Regions from separate parts of the Mus musculus genome. Here region 1 is linked to region 2. A link is a contact called in public Hi-C data. All regions are on one chromosome and are shown on one strand. Each heading gives the region's core, a stretch centred on a gene start, on an enhancer-like site or on the middle of the called end of the contact. The rest is flanking DNA. Distances are from core to core; before and after follow the strand shown. Region 1 has its middle 21 kb from the start of Mfsd6. Region 2 has its middle 25 kb from the start of Nemp2.

Evidence for each region. Hi-C and Micro-C count contacts between places; a contact is called where the count stands out from the background.
Region 1: a Hi-C map of CD8 T cells shows a contact between it and region 2, with 4 times the contacts expected there. The contact joins two enhancer-like sites. A contact is called at or near these places in 13 of 39 promoter capture datasets (the 3T3-L1 cell line, 3T3-L1-derived adipocytes, the C10 cell line and 8 more), 5 of 15 datasets of contacts at CTCF or cohesin (CD8 T cells, hippocampal excitatory neurons, large pre-B cells and 2 more), 207 of 484 Hi-C or Micro-C datasets (3T3-L1-derived adipocytes, the AML12 cell line, B cells and 115 more), 19 of 115 datasets of contacts at active chromatin or transcription factors (CD4 single positive thymocytes, CD8 T cells, the HPC-7 cell line and 15 more) and 4 of 9 other capture datasets (adipose tissue, embryonic stem cells, liver and 1 more).

Annotation. Positions count from the first base shown.
Region 1 is chr1:52,746,422-52,749,731 of GRCm38.p6, forward strand. No RefSeq gene overlaps it. Among named protein-coding and RNA genes, the nearest start is that of Mfsd6, 21 kb to the left of the region's middle. Within about 2 kb of position 2,025, at least 6 of the 459 cell types and tissues checked have an H3K27ac peak or open chromatin away from gene starts, as enhancers often do. A contact at or near this core is called in CD8 T cells, the HPC-7 cell line and bone marrow-derived macrophages, where this site is marked.
Region 2 is chr1:52,653,531-52,657,246 of GRCm38.p6, forward strand. It overlaps a transcript of Mfsd6 not described here. Among named protein-coding and RNA genes, the nearest start is that of Nemp2, 25 kb to the left of the region's middle. Within about 2 kb of position 1,926, at least 81 of the 459 cell types and tissues checked have an H3K27ac peak or open chromatin away from gene starts, as enhancers often do. A contact at or near this core is called in CD8 T cells, the HPC-7 cell line and bone marrow-derived macrophages, where this site is marked.

The DNA.
Region 1 (3,310 bases), core at 775-3,274, 93 kb after region 2:
TAAGCTGCCCAGGCTGGCTTTGATCTTGCAATTTTTCTACCCCTGGCCTCCCAAGAAGCTGAGACGACAGGTCCGTGTCACCAGGCTTGGCTTTGTTATGACATTTTAAAGTGAGATAAAACCTATTTATGTCAAATACATGAACCTGGTTTTATGAAGAGTTTACATTTGCCACTGGGGTAGAGGGAGAAAGCTGCTGGTGCCCAGAACCCCTTGCTGTTAACACTACTCTGACTCTGCAGCTTGGGCTCTTAGGGATGCTGACTAAGATTACTATGTAACTGAACCAGTGCTTGTGAGAAGAGGAGAGGTAGGAAGAGAGAAGACAGGGAGAGATCCTGACTGACTGACCAGGCTGTATAATCCCACATCTTGAACTGGTTCTATAGGGAACTCTGACAATCTTGAATGGAGTAAGAGTGGTAATTCTTAGCACCAGAATAGTAGTGCAGGCTTGGGCCTGCTTGCTTTCTTCAGCTAAGAATACCTGCATTCCTGGAGCCAGAGATGGCTGGGAAGTTAAGGGCACTGGCTGCTCTTCTGGAGGACCTGAGTTCATGTCCTAGCACCCACATGGCAGCTCACAACCAACCCTCTTTAATTATAGCCCCAGGTTTTGTACTGTGTGTACTTGTGTGTGTTGCTCTCATTTATCATTCTGAAATTATCAGTCATCCATGCTATGTCATTCCATCTCAGCACACCATAATGCATCTACTCACTCTGCTGCAGATGTTGGCTGGTGTGAATAGTACACATCTTTTGGTATATATTCACATGTTAAGTATTAAGAAAGAGGTTATAGAATATGCATATATTCAACTTTATTAAATACTGATGAGCATTTTCCTAAAGTAATTGCACGAATCCATATTCCCACCATGAGTGTAAATAAACTTTATTTTACTTATTTAGGCTATAAGACAAGCTCCACCTAAAACTATGTGGGCAGGCTGGCTTGGCACTCACTCTATAGCTAGGTTAGGCTGGAACTCACAGGAATTCTTTTGCCTCTGCCTCTTCTATGCTAGGGGCAGAGGTGCAGACTACCATACCTGACTTGCAAGAGAATTTTAGTTTCTATGAGGGTTTGGTGCACTTTTCTGATAACTAGTGACATTGGTTGCTGTCTTAGTCAGGATTTCTATTCCTGGACAAAACATCATGACCAAGAAGCAAGTTCAGGAGGAAAGGGTTTATTCAGCTTACACTTCCATACTGCTGTTCATCACTATAGGAAGTCAGGACTGGAACTCAAGCAGGTCAGGAAGCAGGAGCTGATGCAGAGGCCATGGAGGGATGTTCCTTACTGGCTTGCTTCCCCTGGCTTGCTCAGCCTGCTCTCTTATAGAACCAAGACTACCAGCCCAGAGATGGCACCACCCACAAGGGGACCTCCCCCCTTGATCACTAATTGAGAAAATGCCTTACAGCTGGATCTCATGGAGGCATTTCCCCAACTGAAGCTCCTTTCTCTGTGATAACTCCAGCCTGTGTCAAGTTGACACAAAACTAGCCAGTACTTTCATGTACTTACTGATCATTTAAATATTTTCTTTTACAAGGATTTAGAGGCCCTTTTCACCTGGCCTTCTCTGTTGTTCCTGTTGACTTTATTGTGAAAGATCTTTATTGCTTGTGTATTCCAGTCCTTAGTCAGTATATCCTGCAAATGGCCCCTCTACTCTGTGGCTTAAATCCTTGTTCCTTTATGCAACGGAGAAAGAACTCCACAAATTAACTCTGTGTTATGCAGTAGTCAAATCTGGATGTTGTTTTTTGTTTTGTTTTGTTTTGTTTTTTTCTCCATAGTTTCCATATCTTAAAGGAGTTTTAATAAACACCTTAAAACTCAGTAAAAGGTATGAGTTAAGGAAAGCAGTTTGTTTAAAACACAGTGAGAGGTCTTTTGAGGAAGGTGATTCATTTAAAACTTAGTTATTACAAAGTAATCAATTGGAAGTGGTTAACAGAGTCAGGAACTTCCACAATTGGTCTTTAAGCTGCATCAGCCTGCACAAAAAAATGTTAGTGCCCCCTGGTGGGCAGTGTGAGCTTTACAGTAAATCCTGAAACACCATCAAGGTTTCCTCTATCTAAAAAGAACTATCAGTTGAAGTAATCCTAAATTCCCCTGAGGCTTGGGTTTGGGCCAGGCTACGAACTAGAAGATAATTACAACATCTAGTAAGATCATAAGTGGAAAATCGAGTGTTGAGACCTAAATAATTGCCGTTGTGGGGACAGTACAGGGAGAAATGGGTTGGAGGTGAGGATCACTCCAAAAGCAGGGACAGGTGCCATTAAAGTACAAATGGAAAACCATTTCCTTTTCTTTTGGAGTATATTTAACCTCATTCTGGGTAAAGAATATTAGCCACTCATCTTTATATTGCATTAACACCTGTTTTCAACGCAGATGTGTTTAACACATATGTGAAAACGTCAAAAATCCCTCTTTTTTTTTTTTTTTTTTATTCTTTTGAGATAAGATCTTCCTAAGTAAACCAGTCTGGCCTTGAATTCACAGAGGTGTGCCTGCCTCTGTACCCCAAGCTGGGATTAAAGACTCGTGTAATTATGCCCAGCTTTTCTTAATTCAATCTTCACAGTTCATGCTATGTATTTCATTGTTGCTAGAGCACCATAAACAAACAGTGCAGGATACTAATCCAGTGGGTTTATTCCAGTGCTTACTAACCACACATTCTATCACTTTTCTCTATGTTTGGGCTTACCAGCGAGCAAGCACCATGGAGACGAGGAACAAAGTGGCCCTGTCTTCCCTCTTTCCGTGTCACCCTTTCCAGCATCAGTGATTAGACAACACAGGAAAATAACACAAATCATACCGGCTGTGGTAAGCCTTCCTCCTTGTACATCTTTTCTGAGTGCCATTGCCTTCTTCATGCATGCCGTGAAACCCGGCCATGATACTTAGTCATGAATATATACTTGTCAACTGCTGGCTTTGAATCACAGTGGCCATGACATCTAGGATCCCCTGAAATCATGGATGCTGTGATACTGTGAATAAAACAGCTAGGAGATAAAACACACACACAAGCACACATACATATATACATACACACACATGTGCATCTGTGCATATACACATACTGTATAGCTCTTCTACTTCATTACAGAAAGGAGAAAATCAAAGTATAATTTTGTAAGTTAAAAAATTTGTCTTTTTTAAAATTTTGTACTAGGTATTTTATTTACATTTCAAGTGTTCTCTCCTTTCCTCATTTCCCCTCTGAAAACACCCTTATCCCATCCTCCCACCACCTACTCACTAACCCACCCA
Region 2 (3,716 bases), core at 676-3,175:
TTTGCATCACAGGAAGTGGTTTAAAGATAGAAACCCACAAAAATAACAGGAAGTAACAATCACTTTTCCTTAACATCTCTTAACATCAGTGGACTCAGTTCCCCAATAGAAAGACATTGATTAACAGACTGGCTACGTAAACAGGACCCAGCATTTTGCTGCATACAGGAAATGTACCTCAGTGACAAAGACAGAGACTACCTCAGAGTAAAAGGTTGGAAAACATTTTTCTAAGCAAGTGGTCCCAAGAAACAAGCTGGAGTAGCCATTCTAATATCCAATAAAATCAACTTTCAACCAAAAGTTATCAAAAAAGATAAGGAAGGACACTTTATACTGGTCAAATGAAAAATCAACCAAGAAGAACTCTCAATTCTGAATATCTATGGTCCAAATGCAAGGGCACCCACATTCATAAAAGAAACTTTACTAAAGCTCAAAGCACACATTGTACCCCATACAATAATAGTGGGAGACTTCAACACCCCACTTTCAGGAATAGACAGATCAGGGAAACAGAAACTAAACAGAGACACTAACAGAACTTATTAACCAAACGGATCTAACAATATCTATAGAACATTTCATCCTAAAGCAAAAGAATATACCTTCTTCTCAGCACCTCATGGTACCTTCTCCAAAACTGACCATATAATCAGTCACAAAACAGGCCTCAACAGATACAAGAAGATTGAAATTATTCCATGCACACTATCAGATCACCACAGACTAAGGCTGGTCTTAAATATCAATAAAAACAACAGAAAGCACACATACACGTGGAAGCTGAACAATGCTCTACACAATGATAACTCAGTCAAGGAAGAAAAAAAGAAAAAAAATGAAACGCTTTTTAGAATTTAATGAAAATGAAGACACATCATACCAAAATTTATGGGACACAAGGAAAGCAGTTGTAAGAGGAAAACTCATAGCTCTAAGTTCTCCCAAAAGAAATTGGAGAGAGCTTACAGGAGCTTGACAGCACACCTGAAAGCTCTAGAACAAAAAGAAGCAAATACACCCTAGAGGAGTAGATGGCAGGAAATAATCAAACTCAGGGCTGAAATCAACCAAGTAGAAACAAAACCAACTCTACAGAGAATCAAAATCAGAAGCTGTTTTTTTGAGAAAAATCAACAAGGTAGATAAACCCTTAGCCAGACTAACCAGAGGGCACAAAGACAGTATCTAAATTAATAAAATCAGAAATGAAATACAACAAAATATATCTTAAAATGATTCTGTTTGTTGAATATTAACAGTTGAAAATACTAAAATCATGTTCTACAAACAATAAAGCCAACCAACCAAACAAAAAAAGATAGAAATCCTCAGAGACACAGTAGGTACATATCCACTGTAAGAGTCACAAGCAGCCCATAGCACTCATACTGGGACAACAAAAGTAGCCTACAATCTTGTCAGGACGTTTTATTGGTAAGGCTATTGCTTGGGATGCTGATTTAAGGTTTTAGAGAATGTCTAGAAATCAAGAATAGAAACAAACACACATAGGTTTCAGGCACACAGAACTCATGGCTTGGCTATTTATGTCTTGTACCACCGTGGACGCTTTCCCTCCCACTAGGATGGGAAGGTGGTAGGCAGGGCTCTGGTGTTAGCAAGAGTTGAGTCTGTGTCCTGGCTCTGACCATGATCCCATAACTTAGGCCCTATTCGCTTAAGAATCCTCATATTTTCAATGGGGAAGGTTATGTATACCAGGTAGGGCTTTTGAAAAACAAATGACCTAACCATGGATGAACTTCCCCTTTTGCAGCTGCTCTACTTAACTGATATGCCGAGAGGCATATTGCTTAGGAGTCCCATGAGCAAGCTGCAAATCCCCGGGAGTGCTAGCCACCTGCCTGCTTTCTGCCACTGCAACTTCCTGCCACTGCAACTTCCTGCCACTGCAACTTCCTGCCACTGCAACTTCCTGCCACTGCAAGCTCACTAGGACGATAAAGTAGCACTGTCCTATGACTCTGGCTCTTGAGCTGTGCTGGCCTTTGGCATGTACTATTACTCTGCTTTAAGAATAGTCTAGTTACAGAGACAAAATTTGGAGCTGTGACAAAAAAGATGGACCATCTAGTGATTGCCATATGCAGGGATCCATCCCATAATCAGCTTCCAAACGCTGACACCATTGCACACACTAGCAAAATTTTGCTAAAAGGACCCAGATATAGCTCTCTCTTGTGAGACTATGCCGGGGCCTAGCAAATACAGAAGTGGATGATCACAGTCAGCTAATGGATGGATCACAGGGCTCCCAATGGAGGAGCTAGAGAAAGTACCCAAGGAGCTAAAGGGAACTGCAACCCTATAGGTGGAACAACAATATGAACTAACCAGTACCCTGGAGCTCTTGTCTTTAGCTGCATATGTATCAAAAGATGGCCTAGTCAGCCATCACTGCAAAGAGAGGCCCATTGGACTTGCAAACTTTATATGCCCCAGTACAGGGGAACGCCAGGGCCAAAAAGGGGGAGTGGGTGGGTAAGGGGTTGGGGGGGTGGGTATGGGGGACCTTTGGGATAGCATTGAAAATGTAAACAAGGAAAATACCTAATTAAAAAAAAAGAATAGTCTAGTTAATAGCATCGAGCCAAGTTGGGTTCACACAGAACTCTAGGGTAGCATAACTTCCTGCAGGCAGAGAGGAGCAGGACAAATCACTATGGTAGTGATTCCTAGCCTCAGCTTTGACATCCCTGAGTATTTCTAAGGATCTCAAGAGAGGTTATAAAATTCTCAAATCAAGTTTAATTGGAATTCACTTTAATATTTTTCAAGTGACATATGGCACTGTAAGAACAGGAAGAAAAAGTCACAAAGTCCACAAACTCGTGAAGGTGTCAGCTCAAAAGGCTAGAAATTACTGCACTGTTGGATCGACGCTCACAGTAAACATTTTGTAACGAAGGCATATTGAATTTGGTGTCATTCATTACAGAGCAGAGGATGTTCTCTTGTTTGGTCACGTGTTTTTCATTTACGAAATATTTAAAAATGGTATTTACCTTTTATTTCAATACACCCACTGTGCATTTCCCAAACCAGCAGCTTTTCAAAGAAATCAACCAGAATTGTAAACACAAGATACAACGCTCTGATTCCCTACAGTCACTTTCACAATCCACATACTGTACATTCATAGGTGGGGCTCAGCCTGTCTCCCACTTCATTTCTGTAATTGCACGAGCATAATAAATACATCTGATTTTAAAGGTCACTTAAAATGAGCCTTGGGGGTTGACAGTGCAGTACCATTCAAGTGCAAAAGTAACCATCAGCTTAATTGTTCCCATCATTCCAAGCTGTGTTTTGTAGTGAAGCTAGGCATCCAGGTGTAGAATGTTTCCTCCCGAGGCAGGGGCAGGCAGAACGGTCACACAGAGGCCTTCACTGTACAGCTGATCCTGTCTCCTATGTTAGAGGCTAGGGTGAGCTTCCATTTCGAACCATTCTGGTGTCCATCCACAATATGACTGACCCCCATTCAACCACAGCAGCATCCCCCTTCCATATAGGCAGGCATCCCTTGGCTTCTTACAGCCTCTGCTTTCCTTCTAGGAGCAAGCTCTACATGCAGTCACCCAAGACACCCTCTATCTGGGGTGGTACCTGGTGTAGTTTGTAGCTCAAACCCAAAAGTTTTCAGTGTATGACTATGGTTTGGGGGAGAAGAATATTCTAAGATTCTT